Linked DNA regions of Anas platyrhynchos: region 1 is linked to region 2. A link is a contact called in public Hi-C data. All regions are on one chromosome and are shown on one strand. The core of a region is the stretch at or near the end of the contact, and the rest is flanking DNA. Distances in the headings are between cores, read along the strand shown. Region 1 overlaps LOC101803684 (a long non-coding RNA gene). Region 2 holds the start of ADRA2A (adrenoceptor alpha 2A).

Region 1 (5,466 bases), core at 2,066-4,565, 59 kb before region 2:
AGCATTGTGTGCCTGGGGACTTCGCTGCAGCAGGACTCGCTGGAACTTCACTACAAAAAGCCCTGGTGTCTAAGGTGGCTTCCCTTAAAGGGAATAATGCAGTCCCTTAAAGGGATAATGCAGTGAGGGGGGTTATTTGCAGCCTTAAACTTAGGCAGATACTCCGGTGTTCTGCAGGAGCAGGGGAAAAGCTTAGAGCACTACAGAAGGGATTAAAGATAGCTCCTGCTTTATAAAAGAAAAAGGTGGCTGGTAAAACCTTCTCTGCTTTTCCTCTTCTCCACTAACAATTTTTTTCCTTTTGTAGCAAAGATCGTGAAGGTCAGAATACAAAATGTTGGGTGGAACAGGCTGTTGTGGGTCTCATGTTGCCCAGAGAAAGGCTGCCTGAACTTTTAGTCTTCAGAGATTTGGCAGTTCAGCCAAAGGGTGTTTTTTTCCCTTTCCTTTTAGAAGGAAAAAAAAAAAAAAAAAAAGTGTTTGTTTTCCACAGGAAAAATATAAACATATTTTTGTAAGAAAACCAATTCTTTATAGATTTCTTTTGGGTGAAGCAATATGATACTGAAGCTTGGGTTTCTGGCAAGAAGCCAAAATATTTCCTGGGAAATCAACCAATTAATAATAGGTAACACCATGGGAACAGCTCCAGCGCAAATACCTCCTCCTGGTGTACGGGTCTTTAGAAGATGGGCAGAGCACATTCCCCACTCCCACAAACGAGGGGAATTTGGATCGCTTCATTCCTGCCATTCTTGCCCTCTAAATACACTCACAGGCTGAAAACTTCACGGGAAAAGAGAAAACTGAAATGAAAGCTAAGCCAATAATTTTTTACCCTCCTTGGTACTGTGAAGGGAAAAGACTGCTCTTCTGGCTGGTCTGCAGCCCAGCAGACAACACAAGAGGGCTCTGTGGCTGCACTCAGGCAGCCCCACCACACACCAGCCCTCTCAGCCATGGATTTCTCCCGACCTGGTCCTTCTGAACCAGCCACCACTGCTGGTTGCTTGCTGGTGGCACCCCTCCTCCCTGAAATCTCCTATCCCCAGCTGCCCCCACCTCTCCATGTTGCTTGGTTTGGGACCCAGGATGCCCCCTCACAGCATTAGCTGGAAAAGTGAGTTGGTGTGGGGCAGTAAAACAGGCAACAGACCTGCCCAGGGGATGATAAGCTCCACAGACAGAGAAACATGTTGTATGTTAAGTGCTTGCCCTGGTTTTCAAGTTGTTTGCATTTTTCTAAAGAACCTCAGAGCAGACAAAGGTTTCATTTCTGCTCCTCCTCTCCTGAAACCATTAAAGCTTTGGCTGCGGGCAGAGCCCGCTACATGGCTGGCATCTGCAGTGCATGACCAGGAACAGTCCCTCCTGGGCCTGATCCTTGTCCCCATTCCCACCACTGCCCCCACCCTGTCACACCCTGGGGTTTCTCCCCGGTGCTGCAACCACTGCTCTTGCTGCAGGAGCCACAGCCCGAGCAGGAAGAGGGCAGGGCCTTCATCTTCATGCTTCTGCCACTATAGCTCAGCTGATTTTTCTGAGATCTTTCTGGACACTTTGGTTCTCAGGGATTTTTGCCTTTTTGCTATGATCATTCATGCCCTGTCCTGGCCAAGGAGGGATGCTGTGTCGGGGATCTGGGAACATCCCTGAAAGGGGCTGGTTAAGCAACACAGCATATCTGTCACATAGGACTGAACATTGGCAAGGGCCTTGTTTCATATTTTGTGCTCCTGGCCAGTCTACTGTCCTTCTTGTAACCAGTTTTGGGGTTTCGGGAGTATACAAAAAGAGAAAATACCACACTGGGTTCATCCTTCCCATCTGACTCCTTCAGGAGATCTTGCCACACCTCGAGGTTCGGGTTAATTTCTAGCAGAGGTACCCTGGCTGGAAGGTCAGACAGCAGCAGGGAGGCTGCGGGGCACTTCCAATGAAGACGTGCACTGAATTCTGCGTGGGAAAAAAAAATTGCCCATTTCTCTCTGCCCAGCCTGGGACAGCACAGTGGTGAGTTTGTTCATTTCCACATTGACCGCTGGTGTATTGCACTTGAAGTGATTTTATTTCTAGGAAAGAAAAAAAAAAAAAAAAAAAAAGTAGTCCAGGGAAAATATCATCTCAGTGGGATTTGTTCCAGTGAGAATTATCTTCCCCCCTCGCTGAGGAGCTCTGACGTTCACCAAGGGACATACACAGCCCCAGGTACGTCAGGCAGCTGCTGACAGCGTCACAGTTTTGTTGTTGATGGGTTTTTCCCTGTACCTTCGAAAGTGTCACAGACACCCAATAGTTTTGATGTGAATCCTCTCCTCAGAAAACCTGCTGCACAGCCATGTCTCTTGCCTTGCTAATCGGTCTTGCACGTATAAAGCATTTTTTCCAAACTCTTTCCTTTACTGACTGCTCTTTTCTTTGGTGCCAAATAAAATACCAATCTGAAAAAAATAAATAAATAAAAAATATAAATAAAACACCCCAAGTAAAAGCCAAAAGTCCCTGGACCACCTTCTTGGAGTTCAGGAAATAGAGCATCATTGCATTAAATGTCAAAGTTTGTCAAAATCTCTTGGCCTGCCCCAGTGTAAGACTTTTAACCATCCCACGTTGATAACTGAGCAACCCAAGCAGCATACAACAGCACCTTGACTCAGACCATACATGTACATCTAGCCAGTCACACAAGAGCAGCATGAGCCTGCAGCGAGGAGAGTTAAAGCCCTAACATCCTCAAAGGACAGACAGACTGTAACCACAGGGCAGGGCATGCCTCTGTAAATACACTTCAACTTTTGCACAGCACATCTGGCAAGAGGGTCGCTGGAACCTGCTGCACTGCTAGGACACGTGCATCCTTCTTGCAGTCCACAGCATCCACTAAAACTGCCCAGCAGGTCCCTGAGGGTTGAGGTCAAGGGGTATGTTTGCCCTCTGCCAGCAGGTGACCAGTGCAGAGACTGGTGCAGCTGGAGGAAACAAAGGTCTGGCCCCTCTGCAGACACATTCCCAGTCAGCCAAGTCTCCAGGTGGCAGATCAGAGGAGCCAGCTGCACTGATGTAAATTAGACCTGTTTTCTCCCTCTTGCACACAAATACAAGCTACAGATGACAGAAGACATGCTAGAAGCTGCTATTTATGAGGAGCAGCTTAACACTGATGAGTTATGGAGCAAATGGAAACCAAGGCTCAGACTGAGACCTCAGATAAGTGAGACGGGGGCAGTCAGTGATTTCTGCATACATCTCAGTGCACACTGATGAGAAAAATGCTGAGGCTAGCTCAGGGCTATCAGGAGCAGAGGCAGCATTGAAGTGTCTGGAAACAGTCTGCTGTAGGACAGCAAGGGGAGATACGGGACTGCAATGGGATACAGGGAGGGACTGAGGAGCCTCCTATGGCTAATCTGCCAAGAAAAAGGCAAACATTTTGTCCTTGTCTAAGCTCCAGCCCAACCAAGATCCTCACAAATATTTCCAGACTGCAGGAGCACAAGCAATATCCTTAAACCTGAGGGAAAGAGCCTGGGGGATGGAGTAGGTTTGCTCAAAGCCCAATGGGCAGAGCAAAAGGAGATTATCCTCGTGAACAAAGCCAAGTGCACACCTTGCTGCCCCCGGGCCCAGCAGGTGTCCTTAGGCATGGAGGAGTTTGGATGGCAAAAGCTTGTAAGAAGCAGCAGGTCCTTGCACATGCGTGGAGAACAGCAGTGGAGCTCCCTTTCCAGAGCAACAGCAGATAGGAAATCCCTGCCCCAAGGCACTGAGACCCCACAACCTACCCTCCCCACAGGCACAGCCTCCACAGCTCCCGACGCCACGTCCATGACAGAGCTCTGCCTGCAAGAGACAATTCCATTTCAGTGCAACAGATTCAAACTCTAATTGAGTTTTGCCATTTAAACCAGGGCAGGAGCAGCTCTGCCAGCCTGCAGCCATGAGAGCTATTTTTGAAGAGAATTGTGAAACTGGCCAGGAAGTCAAATATGACATTTTTAAACCGTTTTTAAGTCTGTGTATGTGTGTGTGCATGCACATGTGTGCATTGCCTTCTGCAGGCAAGAAACAATTACTCCCTGTGCACGGGAGGAGCCTTGGTTACTTTAAATGTGTGGCTGCTGAGACGGCTTCTTTGTGGCTGTTGAAAAACAAAGAAAAAAATCTTCAGCTTATGTGTTTCCCTGCTTTACATGACTCACCGCAATGGAAAAAACCTTTTGCTTCTTTTCTTTTTGCCCCGTCTCGTCCCAGACACCATCTATCTTCATGCCAGTCCACAGCTGCTTACATGGCGCTGCTCGCTCCTTTATGTTCTTTAATTCAAGTACATAGTCCAGAGGTTATTTGGAATATAGCTTATTCCCCTCTCTCTGTGTAGCACAAAGAAAGACTCCTTTAGCATGAAGACATCAGATTAGGACTCAGATCTGGCTTTTATAGTCAGTACCAATTCACATTTCTGGCATGACTCAGTTATTCCCTTCTATTTGGGCAAAAGTGCAATAAAACTTTGTCTTTCATCCTGTTCTCTCTCCAAAGTCCAAGATGTTTTCTCTTCAGCAGTATTTAGTACAATGAGCCCCCATTACACTTCCACCACAAATTACATCGTAAACCTGTATTTTCTGTCATTTTCTTATATTCTATTCTAAGTACTCTTTACTTTTACAGAGCTAAGTGAACTCCTTGGTAGATACTTTGATCTCTATTTTAACAGGCCTTTGCAGTTAAATCAGTGTAAGGAATAAAAGTCAATACACGCATACTGAGGTAGTTTCAATTTCATTGATTTTTTTCAGTAAGGAAATAGTCATGAGAGTATTTTGCTGTTTTTCACCTTCTTATAGATAGAATGACCGGCATGTTTTGAAGATTCAAATACTTTAATGAATACTTTTTATATAAAAGCTTCCATTTTGGTGAAGAAAAATTAATGTGCATCCAATCATAATTTTGTGTTGCAAACAAAGATTCTTAGCTACTGTGGGGTCTTGCTTTGAATTTATCTCAAAACAGTATTCAGGATTTGTCTTCCTAATGGCCTTGACAGTGCTTGATATTATGTGATGTGTTTCTGGGCCTGCCATCCAGCCAGTTTCTCAGCTACCTCAAGGAGAGAGGACTCCATGGCTGAGCCACTGTTTTCATGAAGCACAGCATAAAAACCAGGCTCCTTGAGGTATCTGAGATGTGAAATTGGCCCATGTTTTATGCCAAATGCAGCAGATAGCTTCGCTGAAAATTGCATTGTTTTTAGAAGAGAAAGCAAAATGGGAAAAAGTCAATGGGAATACTCTTTTTGGCATCCCTGGGCCTTGGACCAGTTCTTTGAAGACTGACTTTTCAAGAGGAGAGCTGTAATGTTGAACTAGGCCTCGAAATTACTTCCTTGGTCTAAACTCTTAAATATTTTACAGTCATGTTAAAGAGGAAGACTGTCTGCCACACTTAGCCCTTCAAAGCCAT
Region 2 (5,578 bases), core at 2,310-4,809:
ACTCTGAAAATGCAAGTGAATGTAAACATTGCTCTCCAGGTCCCAGGATGCAGCCGGGCACCCTCAGAGTTAATTACAAAGCCAAAGAGAGAGCAAAATCAACAAAACACTTCCAAAAGTAAAAAGGTATTGTTTTAAAGTCTCTTCCTTGCACCACAAAATTCCAGAGAAGGCAAATTCATCCGATACAAGAGACTTAAACTTGGCTTTCTCAGACAATTTCTATGATTTGTCAGCACTTGATAAAGCTATTTTCATAACATTTAAACTCTTGCCAACGCATTTACTGTGATATTACCAAGATTTTTTTTTCCTTCAATATTCTCCATAAATTTCTTCATGGCACAAAGATGTTACATTTGTTCTGTTCATTTTGTTTTTTATTATTTTGTAGCAGAAAAAGCTGAAAGACATTTCAGGAAAGGAGTGTAAAAGCAGTAATAACTCTCTCCTGCTCCAATCTCACAATATGTACACATTTCTTTAAATAAAAAAAAAAAAATAGTAATACATTATAAAATACAGGGGAAAGTGTCTGTAAGTTTCCAATTTCAGGGTTTTGCCCTGTGTAAGACTGAAAGAGGGATGCTTCGGTATTTCCTAGGAAAGGTGAGTCTGACAGATTAAAAACTTAACTCTCCTCCGTTAATTCAGAAAGTTGGAACCACCTCTGCAAACAAACCCCCTCTGCTTCTGCAGGAAACCCAGCAGGATTTAAAACATCCAAAAAAAAATCAATACAAACAAGATAGCATGATCTACAGAGCCCTGATATTTGCTATGAAATGTTATCTATTTACAGTTGGAGGTGGGGGAAGTATGTTAGTGCTGAGCACGTTTCGTCACTGCAGTGTGGTATAATATCAGGCGAGATTAACTCGCCGGGAGCTTGGCTGGGTCCCAAGCCTCGCACGGCATGAGAAGGAGCTCACTGCACAGTGTAAGAAGGAGCCCACCTCGCAGCCCCCCAGGACAGCACGGCAAAGCCACCACTCCTCGGCTCTGCTCTAGCTCGTAACAGCTGGGAAGTTCCCAGCTCAGCCGTATCATAGCATGGGCAACACAAAAATTAAACACAATCAGGTATGACTCCAAAAGAAAATAATAATAATAATAATAATAAAAAAGCCAGTCTGGCAAGATGTGTGATACTAAGCTCTGTAGTCAAAAAAAAACAAACACAGAACGGACATTGGAAATTTTGGTAACATTGTCAGGCTGATGGGCAGGGGAAATGGCTCTAATTTTTCAGTGGTTTTGAGTTTTCGGAGGGTGGGAAGGGAGGGACTTTTAAGGTATCAAAGATAATTAAAGCATTCACAGTTTCAAAGCTGCTTGCCTTACAAAAATTAAGACATTCAGATTCAGGGATACAATACTGTATTTTACACGGGGGGGGGGGATATTAATTACATATACAATACAACAAAATAAAAAAGCCGACACCTCTGAGGTGGCATACTCCCTCTTTGTTGTTCATCTCACGGAGCTGCACGGAGCTTGTCTTTAAAGAGTCAAACTGAGCAGTCATGAAAATATCCACTGAGAGACTCTGGCAAAAGAAAAAAAAAAAAAACTAGCAAAGTAAACCAAGCAAGTCAAAAGCCATCCTCCCCTGGAAAGCCGAATGCCATGGCTCAGACTTCCACTTGCCTGCTGCTCCTCGCTGCTGCTGCCTGGCGTGTCGATAGGCTCGTCTCGGGTTTTGAGGGTTTCCTGCTCACAGGCTGAAGGAAACCATCCCATGCAAGCACAGCCCAAGGGAGCCATGTGTTACTCTCCTACAAAGTCTTGAACGATTAGTCCTGCCCAACCCAGGGGGTCCTTCAAACAATCCTTTTCCTCTCTATCCTACAGAGGATCCTTTTGAAGGCCCGCCTGAAGTCGTGGTTGAAAATTGTATAGATGACGGGGTTCAAGGAGCTATTGCAGTAACCGAACCAGAAGAAGAACTTGAAGAGGGTTTCGGGCACGGAGCAGCTCGTGCAGACGGCAGTCAGTGTGTAGGTAAAGAAGAAGGGGAACCAGCAGATGACAAAGACACCAATCACCACCGCCAGCACAAAGGTGAAGCGCTTCTCCCGGTTCTGCCTGCCCCTCCACCGGGACCCTTTGGTGGTCCTCTCCTCCTCCACCTTCCTGGGCAAACTGTCCCCAGGCTTAATCTGGCTCAGCTTAGTCTTGGCCTTTCCCCTCGACGGTCTCTCTGACTTCTTGGACTGGTTGTTGTCCTGGTGCTCGGAGGAGGAGGTTTCCTCCATGTCGATGCCGTTGACCTCTCCCTCCTGCCCGTCGCCTCCTCCGGCCGCTTTCTCCCCGTTGAGCTGGGCTGTGGCCGGCAGGTCCTCCTTGTCGGCCAAGCCGTTCTGCTTCTTCTCGGGGCGCTCCGCCCGCTTGTTCGGAGGCACCCTGGTGCGCCTCTTGGCTATCTGATAGATGCGCACGTAGACCAGGATCATGATGAGGCAGGGGGCAAAGAAGGAGCCGATGCTAGAGGAGATGATGTACCACTTCTCGTCGTTGATCTTGCACAGCGCGACCCCCTGGTCTGTCTGCTGCCCACTCTTCTTCTCGATGGAGATGAGCGGCGGGAAGGAGATGACGGCCGAGATGACCCAGACGATGAAGATGATGCACTTGATGCGGCGCGGGGTGCGCTTGAGGTTGTACTCGATGGCTTGCGTGATGGACCAGTAGCGGTCCAGGCTGATGGCACACAAATGCACGATGGAGGAGGTGCAGAAGAGCACGTCCAAGGCCAGGTAGATCTCGCACCACACCTTGCCGAAGTACCAGTACCCCATCACCTCGTTCGCCAGGGAGAAGGGGATGACCAGCGTGGCCACCAGGATGTCGGCCGAGGCTAAGGACACCAGGAAGAGGTTCTGGGGCGCCTTGAGCGCCCGGCTGGTGAAGACGGCGATGATGACCAGGACGTTCCCGAAGACGGTGAAGAGCATGAGCAAGCCCGCCAGGCTGATGAGGGTGACGGTGGCGTGCAGGGGGTACGGCGTGCCCCATCCCGGCCCGACCCTGCTGTCGTTGAAGCTCCCGTTGGCCGCGGGAGGCGGGTAGCCCTCCTCCTCCCCCAGCTGCCGCTGGTACTCCATGGAGGAGAAGAAGTGGCCCCTCTCCGTGAACGGGCGCTCCCGGTTAAACATCAACCCCGGCTGCGCGGCCGCCCTCGCCCTTCGCCCCCCAGCCCCAACCCAAAAAGGGGGGCTCCGGGGAAGGAGGGGGGGGTCTCCGCGCTCCTTAGGGCGCCGCGCCCGGGGCCGGGGCTGCTCGGGGGGCGCCGTGGGGGCGCGGGGGGCCGCGGCTCATCCCGGGCGCTGCCGGCGGAGGGGAAGCGAAGCGGAGCGGAGCGGGGGCCGGGGCTGCAGCCGGCGGCGGCTGCCGTGCTTCGCCCGCCTGCCAGCCCCTTTATAGCCCCGGATCAGGCCGGGGCTGCCGCGTCAGCCCCACGTGGGGAGGGAGCTGCCCCCGGTGCGCGCACACGGACACGGACACGCCGCGCACACGCCTGCTCCGCCTCCCCCCCCCTCAGCCCCCCGTGCTCATCCCCATCCCCACCCACCGCCCCCCGACCCTATTGTCACCCCCCTCTCCATCCCCAAATCCTCCCCCCCCACACTCCGCATCTCTCCCCCCCTCCACCTCCCCGCAGCCCACCCCACGGGGGTCGCGCCCCGCTGCGGAGCCGCGGCTCCCCCCGTAGGGTAGGGACACGGGAGGGGGGACACACACGGGGGGGGCAGCTGCTGTCGCCCCCCATGGGGCTTTGTGCGTCCCCACGGGGGGTGGGGGGCAGCAGCGGACCCGTCCCGCGTGGGGTCCCCACGGGGAGCCCCGGGGGGGCACCGCCGCCGCCCCTCCGTGCGCCCCCCGTGCCGTGGGGATGCTCCGGGTGGGGTGGGATAGGGGGGACCGGAGGGGACCGGGGGGGACCGGGGGGGGGGGGGCCGGGTGGCGGCGGGCAGCGCGGGGGGGCAGTGGCACCTGCTGGCCGCGGCGCCTCACTGCACGCTCCGGCCCCCGGGGCCGCGGCACCCACGGGAGCTCCCAGCCCACGGCCGAGCCCCAAAAGCCACCCCCCCCCCCCCCCCCCGGGGCTCGTCCTCCTGCCCCTTTCCTTCCCAGCTCCCCGCTGTTTCTCCCCAGCCCCATAAGCAGGAGGATGGGAGGGGGGCTGTGGTGCCCACGCCTGCCCCATGGGGTGCCTAGGGGGTGTTTTTGGCCAGCTGCAGCAGCAAAAAATGTCCAAAAACGGGATGTTTTCGATGGGGAAGCAGAGGTGACGTACCTGGTGGCCCCAAGGATGCCAGCTCCCCGCACGCAGCTCGCTCACCCCTACGGCACACGGGCTGCAGCCCTGACCCTCACGGGCTCCTCGCTCTCATTTTCAGCCGGCTTTAATGATGCTCACGCCGTGCTCCAGAGCCAGGCAGCTGGTAATTAATCGGCGCGCCAGGCACTCGGGCCAATGAACGGATTTGCTCCGCGAGATGGAGGAAGCCCTGTCAGCTTCAGCTCCGCGCCCTGCCGGTGTTATAAGCCAGGCCCAGGAGTGGCGATGCCCAGCAGACAGAGCAGGGTGGGAGATGGATGGGGTCTGGGAGCGCAGAGCCTGTGGGGCTGGCACAGGATGGAGAGGTGGGGGAGCGTGGGACCCACTGTGCAGCACGCCTGGGAAGGTGGCAAGCCGTGGGGAGTGACTTAAAACCTGTACATTGAACCCAAAGTGATGTGCATGGACCTGGGTACGTGGCAAGGCGATGCTGGGCGTTGGGGCCATCTTCTGCTTTCTGCTGGCTGCCGGGAGCTGCGTGCTCTGCAGGACATGGGGTTCTGCCTCTGGCACCGGGGATTGGTCTCCCTTGGGTGCAGGATCAGCAGGGGCTTCAAGTCACCCCAGCAGAAGCCTGGGGACAGCTGGGAGCACGCTGCGCTCATCTCCAAGAGGAAACCTGGCACATCAACGCACTTTCCTTACATCACCACCACAGCCATGTGTGTGACATCTTGGTGACAATATTGACACCTCTGGAGCCCCGGCAGCACCCCGCAGTGCCTGCAAAGCATCTCAGCAACGTCACATCTACCTCCTACCTCCTCTGCAGGTTGTCCTATAGCTCTGTATGGCAGGCAGATGGGAATGCCAGGGCTGCTGAGCACCCCCAAGATGCCCCACAGCAGCCTGCAGCACACACGTTCCTACAGGATGCCATCTTATGAGCTCATCCCGCACTTTATGGTAATTTGTAATAAAGCCTCAGCTCTCAGAGTCCTGGGATTTGCAAAGAACTGTGAATTTGTAGCCTGTGGAAGACTAGAGAAAAGCTTCAGGGGAAAGAAAAACAAATAGTAAATAAAATTTTTATATCAATCCCCCGGCATTTGCATCCAGATGCTCAGCTTCTGAACGCGAGCTGCTAACGACGCTGGTGTGAGCGGCAAGGTCTCTGCAGCTCAAACCCCACCAAGAGCCTGATGAGAGGGCCCAGCACACAGCTCATCCTCCTGCTGTGCTGACAGCATCATGCACCGATCAGGGGATGGGAATAGGGATGGATTCAGA

The links. A called contact is a pair of places that touch in the nucleus more often than the background predicts.
Region 1: a Hi-C map of F1 follicle shows a contact between it and region 2, with 4 times the contacts expected there. The contact joins the enhancer-like site here to the promoter of ADRA2A in region 2. A contact is called at or near these places in 3 of 8 Hi-C or Micro-C datasets (F1 follicle, skeletal muscle and subcutaneous adipose tissue).

Annotation. Positions count from the first base shown.
Region 1 is chr6:31,322,385-31,327,850 of IASCAAS_PekinDuck_T2T, reverse strand. LOC101803684 (a long non-coding RNA gene) reads right to left here. Exons shown (of 17, transcript XR_011810141.1): 5 at 4,200-4,370; 6 at 3,783-3,840; 7 at 2,269-2,441; 8 at 1-2,072. Among named protein-coding and RNA genes, the nearest start is that of ADRA2A, 59 kb to the right of the region's middle. Within about 2 kb of position 3,315, at least 1 of the 8 cell types and tissues checked has an H3K27ac peak or open chromatin away from gene starts, as enhancers often do.
Region 2 is chr6:31,263,878-31,269,455 of IASCAAS_PekinDuck_T2T, reverse strand. It overlaps ADRA2A (adrenoceptor alpha 2A), which reads right to left and starts at 3,559. Exons shown (of 2, transcript XM_072039783.1): 1 at 1,654-3,559; 2 at 1-1,552. The coding sequence starts at 3,161. The coding sequence ends at 1,827.